Linked DNA regions of Zea mays: regions 1 and 2 are each linked to region 3. A link is a contact called in public Hi-C data. All regions are on one chromosome and are shown on one strand. Each heading gives the region's core, a stretch centred on a gene start, on an enhancer-like site or on the middle of the called end of the contact. The rest is flanking DNA. Distances are from core to core; before and after follow the strand shown. Region 1 has its middle 16 kb from the start of LOC118476337. Region 2 holds the start of LOC103646769 (ABC transporter G family member 25). Region 3 holds the start of LOC103646774 (pumilio homolog 3).

Region 1 (4,395 bases), core at 898-3,397, 310 kb before region 3:
ACAATCAACCAACATTTTTAAATAGAGAAACTAGTTTTAATTTTGTCTTATGCCTCCTATCTCTTATAAAGGTCATAAATGTAGGATTCCAAGGTGTGAAATCCATCTTGTCTTATAGTAGAAAAGATAAGAGTAATCATAGTATAACAGCAAAAGGTGAGACATGATCAAGATAAGTATAGAAAGAATCAGAGTAAGATAAGTAGGTAAGGGTTTTGTCCATTTCTATCTAGGTTTCGTCAGTCAACATTCCCTCTGATTCCACTTCTGTCACACCCGGATTTAAGGAATAATGCTGGGTGCATCTCATATGTGCGCCAAAGAAGAACAACACATATAATAATAGAATGCATAGAGATAAATGTCACAATATCATAAAAGTATTTATTACATAGCGGAAGTCTTACAAAACAAAAGATAAATATAAAGCGAACTAAAGTCCATCCTTGGCGCCATAAAGTCGACTGGGAGAAGCCCCCAAGACCAAGTCGAACTCCTCGTTGTGCGGCTCCTCCTGGGCCACCTGTTCTTCTTCTATGGGGGGATTATATATCGCAAGTGTGAGCTCACAAAAGATCATAGCTCAACAAGTCATGGGGAATAATGTGAATGAACTCACCAAAGGTGGGAGTTCATGTGATGTGTAAGATTGATCATCAATAGGTGTTAAAGCTGAGCATTTATTTTAATAAGTTGGTCAAATTTTATTAGCAATTACTAGATGTAAGTAAATACCAAACCATAATAAGAATAGAACAAAGTTAATAATAATCCCATGCAATGCAAATGACAAATTGAATTTAGTTCCATAATTTAATCATGCGAGAGTCTTGAGCTGCTCATGACCGCGAGCACGGCTTATACCAGTTTTACACTCTGAAGAGGTTGTACCTTGTACCCACAAGTCATGTCACCCATCTGCCAAGGGATCGCGACTCCCTTACACCTCTACCAAGGAGGCGAGGCAGGGCAACACTACGAGGCCTTTACCTAGTTCCACTAGCTTCAGAAAACCCGCTACAATTTCTAGGAAGAGAAATGCAGGAATCCCCCATCTGACCACCATCGCAGCAAAATCAACCCGGTAACCTCCCTACACGCCTACTCCCCTACTGCCCTTGCCCCTATCGGGTAAGGTAGTCCTCCACTAGCTTTCCTAGTTAGTCAGCCAAGGGCGTCCCATTCCACCCTTGTGGTGGCACATGTTTCTCAAGTTAAGCTCCATGTTCCAATTAAAATAATGATCTTGACATGAACATAAATAAAATAATAGAATAATTGGAACATGGACATAATGTAGCATTAAACCCAAAACCATATAGAGCAATAGGAAAACTACCCAAATGATTCAGGGGTAAACAAGGTAAAAGGATAACCAGTCTAGGGTGACCTATTGGTTCCCATCAAAATTAAACCTATGCTTGAATAAGTGATAATAAAAAATATTATTGGGTAAAAAGTGGTCAAGGGCACAACTTGCCTTCAATGAGCTCTTGCTCAGCAACTTCTACCTGCTGAACACCGGGATCCTCATCCACTTGCTCTTCTACTCGCCATAATACAAACAAGCATAGTATAAAGAGGAAATTAACATCACACCAAACATGTATACAAAATACATATTAATAATCTACACATTAAAATAAGATCATAGGAAAAATAATCAATAATTTTGGAGTTATGGATTTTAAGTTATGAATTTCCAAAGGTTTTATGTATTTGATACAAGATTAGCTAAGAGCTAAATTTTAATACAATTTTCATGTCAAAACAGAGACACTATGTGATGAACAATATTATTACAAAATTATAGAAACTGGAATGGTCCAATTTGGACTTAATATGAATTTTCTAGGGATTATAAAAATTCTAGAAATTATTTTTATATTAAAAATCCATTTCCATATTTATTTATCCAATTTATATGTTCTTTGGACTGCGCGTCAATTAAACCAAAGCTCGAGGGTCCCTGCGCAAGAATTCCCAAGACACAGATCGAACCCCGCAGTGGACCGCGGGTTGATTCACTAAAAGCCCGAGGGCTCTTTTGCATAAGCGCTCGGTCGAACGGCTATGGAATGTTCTTAGCCGTCCGATCAATCATCGATGCACCAAATTAGATCTAAGCCTTCATGAACCGGTACACGAATTCTACCGTCGGATCGGTGATCTAGGGCACAACAGTACCTTCACTCCGATCTCGTTCGATCGGATTGGACGGCACGAGACCGTTCCCAGCGAATCCTTATGTGAACTCCGATCCAAACCGCTCATCACCCATCTAACGGCCAAGGTGCGCCACATTAGAAATCTAATCTCAGCCCCATATCTCACGATCGACGGCCAGGCAACGCTCTCCTCCAACCATTTGAACGCCGGCGACCCAAAGGTGAGTCAGCGGCGGCGCGCCATGACCGGCGGAGTCAATCCCCACGCTCTCACGCCCGTTTTCTAATCCGGCTTAGCTACATAATGCGGAAGGCATAACAAGGACGGGGGTATACTTATTACCGGAGATTGTGCAGCGAATGGGCCCGACCGCGGTGACTAGATTGCGCGGAGGCGAGATCAACTACGGTGTGCAATTCCCCGCGCTCCGACCACCCCGATGCAAGGCAATGCACCGTACGGGACCAACACCACTTGAGGACCTCCCTCAGCTTCTTCACGCGGTTGGCGTCATGACTTTGCCCGACACCGACCGAGGCGGCTCTCAGCCCTCTCTCTCTTTCTCGGTTCACGGAGATGGCCGGGGAATGGAGGAACGTGCTGCGCCCGAGATGCCAGGAGGATAGTTATCCCCCACGTAGATGAGTCGGGAAGGAGGGTCGCGGACTCCCCGGGCATTATCCTCGCGTGAGACGTGGCGGTGACATCCGCCATGCGCGCGGTTCGATTGAGAGCAGCTGACAAGCGAACCCCACGCGTCAGTGATAACCGTGAGGCGCTGGGAAGCTAACAAGCGGGCCCGCGGCGTAGTGGGTGCAACAGATCACAAGTGGGGTTGTCTCGTGGGACCCATGGGTGGGCGCCGTTAGGTGAGACTGGGCCGCGCGGCGCACGAGTGAAGTGTTGGTGGGCCGAGGCGTGCTGAGTGGGCCGAATGGGTGGAGTTAGGCCGAGCGCAGTTTTTTTTTCCTTTTTTGTTTTATGTTTTCCCTTTTCTTTTTATTTTCAAATATATAATTTGAATTCCCATTCAAATTCAAACTTTGTGGTAAATTTGTTTTCTCATCACATGTTCAACTTAAACATGGCATGGGTGCACTTATTTATTTTTAATATTTATTTTGTTAAATCTAGTGCTTTGTTTTCCCCAATTTCTAGTATTCCAAATTGAGGTTAAATGCCCATCTCAACTTTAGTATATTTCTTTTATCATTATCTTCATGAGTGAATGCACAAACAAATAACCATAGCATGATGCACAAATTATTTTTGGGTGTCATTAGTTAATTAATGACTTTTGAGGTATTCATTCACATGTTATAATAAATGGAGGCAAACACATATAGGTAAGTCAACTATATTTTCATTTTACATTTTTTGGGTATTACAGAATGGAACCCCCAAGATCACAAAATAAGGTTGAGAAGCTGATAGGGTGCATGACCGCTTTAAGCCAATTCATCTCACGACTCGTTGAAAGGGGAATGGCATTCTATAAGCTGCTCAAGAGGGTGGACATATTACAGTGGACTCTAGGGGCACATGAAGCATTCGAGGCACTCAAGAAGTTCCTGACAACTCTAGTTCTCAAACTACCCAACTGAGCGACTTCAGATCAGCTAGCTGAAGAGCTACTAATGTACATCTCGTGCATGACTCACATGGTGAGCACCATGTTGGTAGTCAAGCGACGAGAGGAAGGACACATACAAGCTACTCAATATCCAGTCTACTTCATCAGTGAAGTACTAGGGCCATCTAAGATTAGGTATCCTCAAGTCCAGAAGTTGTTGTATGTCATCCTCCTCACCGCACACAAGCTATACCACTATTTCGATGATCACAAAGTTGTATTGGTTATGGGTTTTCCAATTGGTGGCATACTGCACAACCGTGAAGCTGTGAGAAGCGGACAAATGGGCGTGTGAACTAGGGGCTCATGACAGATACTGGTCCTTCCTGGTAGCCTTCGTCTGATAGGACAACTCGTGAATATTACAAAAACAATCAACATCCGGTTCCAATCTCTGGCTCCTTATTGCCCAAATGAAAATTCCAACCTTGATCAATGCATCAGGGGTGAGCTGATGAAGGAAAATTTCAAACTTCTTCAAAACTTCGACTAGAAACCTGTGTAAGGGGAACCATAGCCCAACCTTCATGAAGCTTCAAGAAACCACTACTTCATCTTTTTAGGAAGTGGAACAGTATTTTCACCGCCGATTC
Region 2 (3,980 bases), core at 1,064-3,563, 400 kb before region 3:
GAGCACCCTGCGTATGTAGGACGAAAACCAAAGTTTATTTTATATACGGTAACATCAAAATTCACTGTGTAGGAATTACAAAACCATGCGAGAGTATCTACTACGTACCACTATGCAAGCTCCAAGGATCTTGACGTTTTCGTTCTCCGTGTTCTCATCGCAGGAGCCCTTTATTATGCACTCTGCAGCGAATTAACCCTAAATCAGCTCACAGAAAAAGAAAAAAAAGCCATGTCGTATATTGTTCACGGCGCTTACTCTCTTGAGCGGTGGAACCGAGCCTACAATAGTGCCTGCAGAAGAAACAGAGCAACACTGACCAAGTCAAACCACCTCACTTCATACGTGAAGGTTCAAGTGAAAGTCAATGCCTGCAGAAGAAACAGAGCATGCAGTACCCACCCAGTGCTGCAGTTGTCCTTCCTTGTTGTGCTCGGACAGTGGTAACCAGCCGGGCAGAAGATCTCTTCGGTGCTCTGGATATCGGCCCACATGTCAGCGCCTCCGCAACCGTTCGTCGAGTTCGGGGTGATCTGGTACTTGTACCTGATAATACCAAAAGCCCCCCACAGTAGTTGAGACACACGCATGGCATGGCACACTGAATCCGTCTGTCGCAGTAGCAGCAGGAAGGAATGCGTCTTACGGGTCGCAGAGGCCAGTCGTCTGGTTCGCCGTGGCGCGTGGGCAGTAGGAGCCTAGCGGACAAGCTGACGACGGCAAGAGGAAAGGGAGGGACACCAAGTCAGAAGCAAGCAAGCACGAGAGAGCGTGGCCCCACGCGGGGCAAGCTAGCTGATAAATGCAACTCACGGAGCATGCAAGTGAGGCCGCGCGGGCAGAAGAAGCCCTCGCAGCATGCCTGGCAGCCCCTCGCTCTGAGCGGGACGCCGTTCCTGGGATCCCGAACGACGACCACCGGGTCGGCGGCGCAGGCCCATCCGGCGTCGCACCCCCTCCCCCAGGACGAGATGTTGCAGTTTATGTTCGTCTTGAGGTTGATGTTCTTGTCGCCGTCGCGGTCGTACAGGCTTGCCAGGTAGAACTTCACTTCGTCCGGCGTGCATAGACGCTGGACCAGGTCGCCTGGATGGAACCCAGTATGTATGTTCGTTAGATATTTATAGAATAAAATAATGAAGACAGGTTCATTTTTTATACTGAGTCAAAATGCCTAGTTTGTGAAAAGATTGCCAACGTCACTAGGACTGCGAACTGCGATGGACGATCATACTATTATTAGTTGGAGTTGAGCTTGTCAAACCCAACTGTGTCAGATAAACAAATGGTTGTTCTAAGATGAATGATTTCACGTGCGAAGCGAAATGCGTAGGAGAGAACGTTTCAAACTGACAACGTCTCAGTCAGCCACTTGCCTGGCTGGAACGAGAGAAAAATCGAGGGGCTACAAGAACGACACAAGGTGTGGTCCACGCGTTCATAAGTTGACGAAACCTACTACTACTACCCTAGGCAAGCAGGCACCTATCAAACAGAATAATTGATAATTAATAATTTCTTCACCCGGCCCAACAATCTTTGCCGTGCCGAGACGAGATTCTCGGATTCAAAACCACTTCACTCGGAAGCAAACAGAAGAATTGATTAAAAATCAACTGGAAATCAGACCCAAAATCCTGAGATGTGGATTGACCAGTCAAACAGCGATGAAGGCCACATCCGGGATCAGGCCATGCATGAGCTTACCTTGGGTCTCCGTGAGGCACCGATCCACGAAGCTGAGGTCGGACGTGTAGTTGAAGGCCTCGTTCCAGTCCTCCTCCCTGAGCACGCCGCCACGAATCAGGATCAGCTACACGGGTTATTCTGTACTGACGGGCGACGACGGCGATCGAGCAGCTTACAGGTCGGCAACGCAGAAGCTGAACTTGTCGGAGATGGTGACTGCGATGTCGTTGGTCAGGTTGTTGAGCTGCCTCTCCACGTCCGGCAGGTCCGCCGGAGGTACTACCGGCGGCGGCTGCGCCTGCTGCTGGCCGCTGGCGGCGCCTGCGAGGAGGACGAGGAGGACGACGACGACGCCGACGCCGCCATGGGCTCGCTGCTGGAGCTGCGGAGCCCTCGCATCGCGCATTCCGAGCCGGAGGAGGAGCGCCGAGGCGGTAGCGAGCTTGGCCGGCTGAGGAGGAGGAGGAGAAAAGGATGGGAATGGGGATGGCCGGCCGGGTAAGCGGAGGGACGGCGTGGAAACGTGTTGCGACTGCGAGCGAGGAAACGAGAAAGGGATGCTTTGCCAATATATACTGCGCTACTGTTTGCTTGCTGGCCTGGAGGCTGGAGGCTGGAGGCCGGAGGGACGAAGGAACAAGCCAAGAGACAGAAAAGTTGCTGCCGTTGATTCGGTATTTTGTAGGCGTGTGGACTGCCTCTGGCTGCCACATGCGGGTAGGGGCCAACCTGACTGTTTCGTCCTGCTCTCGTTTCTCTCCCTCCCCTGCTATATTTTTATTCTAACCCTTATCTCTATGGCTACCTCTATATATCTTTTGTATATCTCTATACCAGCATCTAATAAAAAAGAACAGAGAGTTTCTTTCAACCAGATTTTCTACTTTCAGAGTACCCCTGCACCCCGTATGACACAAACTCATAACCCATGTTCATTAAGGGCATGTTTGGTTATAGCTAGAAATTACTGAAAATCTGATTTAGTTATGAAAAAATTGTTGCAAACTAACAATCGTAGAAAAAGCTAAAGTATGTTTGATTAAACAACCGTTAACTATAAATTATGTAAGAGCATGATAGTTTGGTAACATAGAGGGCAGGAATTTGAGAAGGTGTTTAGTTTCCTCACTAAATTTTAGTTCGTGTCACATTAAATGTTTGAATATCAAATATGAGTGTTAAACATAGATTTAATTAGGTTTAATAAATTTGTCTAGTCTTTTAGTCTTCATCAAATGTTTGATAGTCTTCATCTGTATTAGAGTTATAACACTCGCTCTAGGTTATGCCTAGTTGTCGATAGTGAGGTTAGACACTCTCAAACCCCTGGACACTTGCGTGCGTCGTTGTAAATGTACTGAGTGGACAACAGTCTTGCAAGATCACACAAACCGTGTTTAAGGTGTGGCCATCGTCGTGCACCGAAGGTAATGAGGCCCACAATGTTTCGGTCGAAAGCTCGATAGTGGAGACAGTGTGGAGCATCCGAGTGAAGCCAGAAGAGAAGGACCACTTGCAGGGGAAAAAGGATCGTGGCTAACTACAGAGCTACCTGATCAGGTGTTTGGCCCTCGCATGGGCTTCCATGCGTAGGGGCACTAATGAGGATTAATTACAACCTTGCTGATTCTTAATACCTCTGTAAAAAATATTGGCACGTCAATAGGAGGTTGCATCTCTATCATAATTAAGCTTCCGTATTTACATTGCTTCCTTCGATTGTGTGCTTTTTCATTCCTACATTAGTTACAGGCTAGTTGGTAGGATTGGAACCTATAGATTGTAACTCTGTTTTACGATAGAGATAGTAACACATAGACAAAACCTTACTTATACTAGCTTGCTTGGTTATATGCATAGGTTATGTCTACGAGATAAAATTAGAGACCTCGATTAATATGAAAAACAGTTATCCTAATTTTCCACTCCTTTTAGGCATCCAGGTACCTTTAAGGGTCGAAGGAGGACGAAGACAAAGAAGGAATTGAGGGAAAATTAGGGTAGAAGAAGGAATTGAGACGGAAAAGAAACTTTCTTATTGTTGGCGACCAAAATGATAGGTCGGACGGTCCGGCCCTGGGGCCGGACGGTCCGCGGTCCGGACAGTCCGCACCTGTAGGCCGGGCGGTCCACGCAGGCGCAGAACAGATTAGGGTTCCGAGTTTCTTGCTATGTTTGTTGGCGAGAATCTCGGGATAAGCTTGGAAATTAGTTTGTAAAGGGTCCAGCCCCCCTCCTCTATAAATAGAGAGGTATACGGGCGATTTGTAATAATGAATCGAATCAATAAC
Region 3 (4,068 bases), core at 935-3,434:
CCCCATGATTCCATTGGTCCATTACTAGACTATTAGACAGCCTCAGCCCAGATAAAGCATCTAAAAGATTAGAATCAAACATGTAGGAAGCACTAAGATCCCTATTGCCATAAGCATTCATCTTTCCAATGTTTGACATGGAGCGATTCTGGATATTTCTGCAATAGTCAACATTGTCTGGATTCATATCTGTCCAAAGGGGACCCATGTCAGATGCAGAGTAGTTTGCCATAACACCACCACTATGAACTCTGCTCAGTCCAAACTGCTGTTCATCCAAGTCTCCTGTACCATTAAACTGTTGGCCATGTGGTCTAACAGATAAAGATGCAGAATTGCCAAAATGTTCCTGAAGCAAAAATACAAAGCCTAAAATTATTTGGAATGAACACATAATGAAAAAAAAAGCTATAGAAGAAAATTCTTTGTCCCTTCTATGGAGCATATTAGGCAAACAATAATAATGCATTTCCTTCCAACAGTTGGCAAAAAAAGAAAATATCAAAGTTAAACAAAAGAATTTTGGAACAATGTTAAAGATAAGAGGATTACAAAAAATGGTACACATTAAATCATTAAGCATGCAAACATAACAGTGAATAGCAGGAGCAGAACTAAGGACAGGATACATGGCAGGTGCTGCGAGGGCTGCAAAAAACCCAACCCCACAGCCGCTGCCCATGTTACCCTTTTTAACCCTACATGTACATTACCCTGATTAACATCCCTAAAGTATGGTTTATATCTAATATTTCGTTATTAAGCACCATCTTTTTTTGCCAACTGTTGGAAGGAAATGCATTATTAATGTTCCAAGCTCCGCCCCTGAGATGGAGATGGCATATATTAAGCACCATCATTGTAATGTTCCAAGCTCCGCCCCTGAAGAAAAGTTGCATGTAGTAGAACAGAAAGTTCAGTTCTAAGCAAATATGGATTAAAGCTAATCGTCCAATTAAATTTGGTATGTAGATAATCTCTCTAAAAATAAAGATAGAAAAAGACATCTGCCAGAATAAAACCAGATTTTAAGAACCATAATTGTCTAAATAGATGATAATGTGCAACATGGGATAAAGGAAGAGAATTTTTCCCTCAAATTATGTATCTTGGTGAGTCCTCCAAACAAACCATCCTATCTGATGGGATATGGCGAATGAACACAGAAAATGTAGTTCCTAAGTACCGGCGAGAACTAGATAACAGCAAACATCATTAGCACTTTAGCAGTAGACGGCTCCCGATATATATACCCCTATACTTATGATGATTTGTGCGTAAATAAGTATCTGTGGCAAATCCAAATCTTCTGAGCAAAATCACACAGATCGCATGCTATATTTGGAAGATAACAACGAGTCCGACCTGATATCCAAGCATCCATCTAATCTACAAAAGACAAACGTAAACGCCTGAACCTACAGAATGACACTCATGAAACACTAATGTTTAGCATTGGAAACCAAACAAAACTAAAGATGGTAAGTTTGACGTTTCTCCACTTCGTTGCACATGGAAACTTTAATCATCTAGTATTTAATAAAAGGCCAAAATACGAATCCCAACCCAACCATCAAAACACAAGAACATCGAATTAATATTGAGAGGCCCGTCGACGGAACAATGGCAATGGCAAACCCCAATCTTACCGATCCAAACTACATCCACCAAACCAAAACCATCGATGAGCTCAAGAGCAGCAACACCCCTTACCTGAACTCCGGCAGCACCGTGGCGCATGGTGACCTCGTCCATCCTCGCGCCCAACCCGCGCCCGTCGATACCGGAGAAGAACGAGGCGCCGCCACCAACGCTGCCAAACACCCTCTCCGCCGCCACCGCTGCCTCCGCGCCGGCCTCCATCGTCGGCGGCGCGCTGCCACTGCGCAGCGGGTCCCGCCCCAGCAGCGCCTCCCCTCCGTCGCCACCCCAGCCGCCGTCGCCGAACGGAGCCATCTTCTCCGCCTCCTCTCGTAACGCCGCACGCGCGCGTTCGCGAAAAAATAGGTTGGGTTTGAACGAAACCACCCGAAGGTGGCGCGGGCAACAAATTGGCACGCGGGTGCCCGTGTGGGGTGGGGTAGGGTGGGGTGCAGTGGCCAGTGGGTTGGGTGGCGGCGCCTTTAGCTCTAGGGTTTGGGTTTTCGGGGTTTTGGTCTCATCTTGGGTTTGGTTTGGAGCGGCCGGTGCCGCGAGGGAATAGAAATCAGCTATTAGATATACAAGCATGTTTTTTTTCACGTTAAGGGCTAGTTTGGGAACCCCAATTTCTCAAGGGATTTCTATTTTCCCAAGGGAAATTAGTTCATTTTCCCATAGAAAAATAAAAATCCCTTGGAAAATTGGGGTTCCCAAACAAGCCCTAAGAGAGTAATTTCTATTTTTCTAACGCCCTGCTTGAATCATTGTAATTGAATTTCATTCCAATAATAGTAATTCAATTTTATGCAAAATATATTTATATACTATTATTAGCAAAATGTTGGAGATATTTATGTGCTACATTTTTACTATGGAAAAGTGAGACGAAGAGTGTTATTTAAGTTATAGTGTAGAAACAAATTCTACTAATGCATAAAATTATTTCTCATCCTTCACCCCATAAATTTGAGATAGGCTTATATCTTAACTTTGGAAAGTGGTGGAATGTCAAATTCCAAACTAAATAAGTTACTTTATTGAGTGAATTCCAATTCCTCTAAAATGAAGGGATCCAAACGCCCCGTAAGTGAAAATGAACTAATTTTACTTGGGAAAATAGAATTGCCTTGGAAAAATAGGGTTCCCAGTATAGCCCTAAATCTAGATTTAACCGTATAACATATTTAGCATTTAAATTCTCTCACCACCACCTCGTTAGCTTTATAAAAAAGCTCCCTAACAAACCACGATTACATATACGGTTGGATCTTGTTCTGACGGACCAAGAAAGTTGTTTGCACGCTTACACCTGATGACTGCTTGCATATTAGTCATTGTCCTGTTTTAATCCATACCGGCTTCTACTATTTCTACATTATTTTTGTCTCTATGTATTGCATCTGCAACAATCTAAATAGTCAGCTTTAATCTGAAACGAATAGCCCCTAGGATTATCATGGTATCACAAACACATGGATTATGGGCGTGTTTAGTATGACTATGCTCCATTTTAGACCAGTTCTGTCGGGGACTATAATTAGAGGTACCCCCAAGACTCCTAAACTCGGCTGGTAATCACCATCAGCACAAGCTGCAGAAGCTTGATGGGCGCAATTCAGGTCAAGGCTCCGTCCACTCAAGGGACACGATCTCGCCTCGCCCGAGCCTAGCCTCGGGCAGGAACAGTAGACCCAGGCGGATTCACGCCTCGCCCGAGGGCCTCCTCAAGCAACGGGCGCACCCTCGACTCGCCCGAGGCCCAGCTCGGACAGGCTTCACAGTGAAGCAACCTTGGCCAAATCGTCTCACCAACCGACCGTATCAAAAGAGCATTCAATGCAAGGATCGTCTGACACCTTATCCTGACGCGCGTTCCTCAGTCGGCAGGGCCGAAGTGACCGCAGTCACTTCGCCCCTCCACTGACTGACCTGACAGGAAAACAGCGCCGCCTGCCCTGCTCCGACTGATGTGCCACCCGCCAGGGTGAGGCTGACAGCAGTCGAGTCTAGCCTCAGGCGCCATAGGAAGCTCCGCCTCGCCCGACCCCAAGGCTCGGCCTCAACCTCGACCTCGGAAGACGGTCTCCGCCTCGCCCGCCCCCAGGGCTCGGCCTCAACCTCGACCTCGGAAGACGGTCTCCGCCTCGCCCGACCCCAGGGCTCGGCCTCAACCTCGACCTCGGAGGAGTCACCGCCTCGCCCGACCTTGGGCTCGGACCGACCACGCCACAGGGGGTACATCATTACCCTACCCCTAGCTAGCTCAGGCTACGGGGAACAAGACCGGCGTCCCATCTGGCTTTCCCCGGTAAACAAGTAATGATGGCACCCCGCGTGCTCCTATGACGATGGCGGTTCTCAGCCTCCTACGGAAGCAAGGAGACGTCAGCAATGTCCCGACAGCTGTGCTTCTATAGGGCTCAAGCG

The links. A called contact is a pair of places that touch in the nucleus more often than the background predicts.
Region 1: a Hi-C map of endosperm shows a contact between it and region 3, with 5 times the contacts expected there. The contact joins the enhancer-like site here to the promoter of LOC103646774 in region 3. A contact is called at or near these places in 2 of 25 Hi-C or Micro-C datasets (endosperm and tassel).
Region 2: a contact with region 3 is called in a Hi-C map of ear, with 4 times the contacts expected there. The contact joins the promoter of LOC103646769 here to the promoter of LOC103646774 in region 3. A contact is called at or near these places in 4 of 25 Hi-C or Micro-C datasets (ear, leaf and tassel).

Annotation. Positions count from the first base shown.
Region 1 is chr2:104,436,429-104,440,823 of Zm-B73-REFERENCE-NAM-5.0, forward strand. No RefSeq gene overlaps it. Among protein-coding and RNA genes, the nearest start is that of LOC118476337, 16 kb to the left of the region's middle. Within about 2 kb of position 2,148, at least 17 of the 20 cell types and tissues checked have an H3K27ac peak or open chromatin away from gene starts, as enhancers often do. A contact at or near this core is called in endosperm and tassel, where this site is marked.
Region 2 is chr2:104,341,019-104,344,998 of Zm-B73-REFERENCE-NAM-5.0, forward strand. It overlaps LOC103646769 (ABC transporter G family member 25), which reads right to left and starts at 2,314. Exons shown (of 14, transcript XM_020548374.3): 1 at 1,866-2,314; 2 at 1,708-1,784; 3 at 814-1,086; 4 at 647-710; 5 at 403-546; 6 at 259-293; 7 at 109-182; 8 at 1-7. The coding sequence starts at 2,095.
Region 3 is chr2:104,743,561-104,747,628 of Zm-B73-REFERENCE-NAM-5.0, forward strand. It overlaps LOC103646774 (pumilio homolog 3), which reads right to left and starts at 2,185. Exons shown (of 9, transcript XM_008671440.4): 1 at 1,714-2,185; 2 at 1-349. The coding sequence starts at 1,956.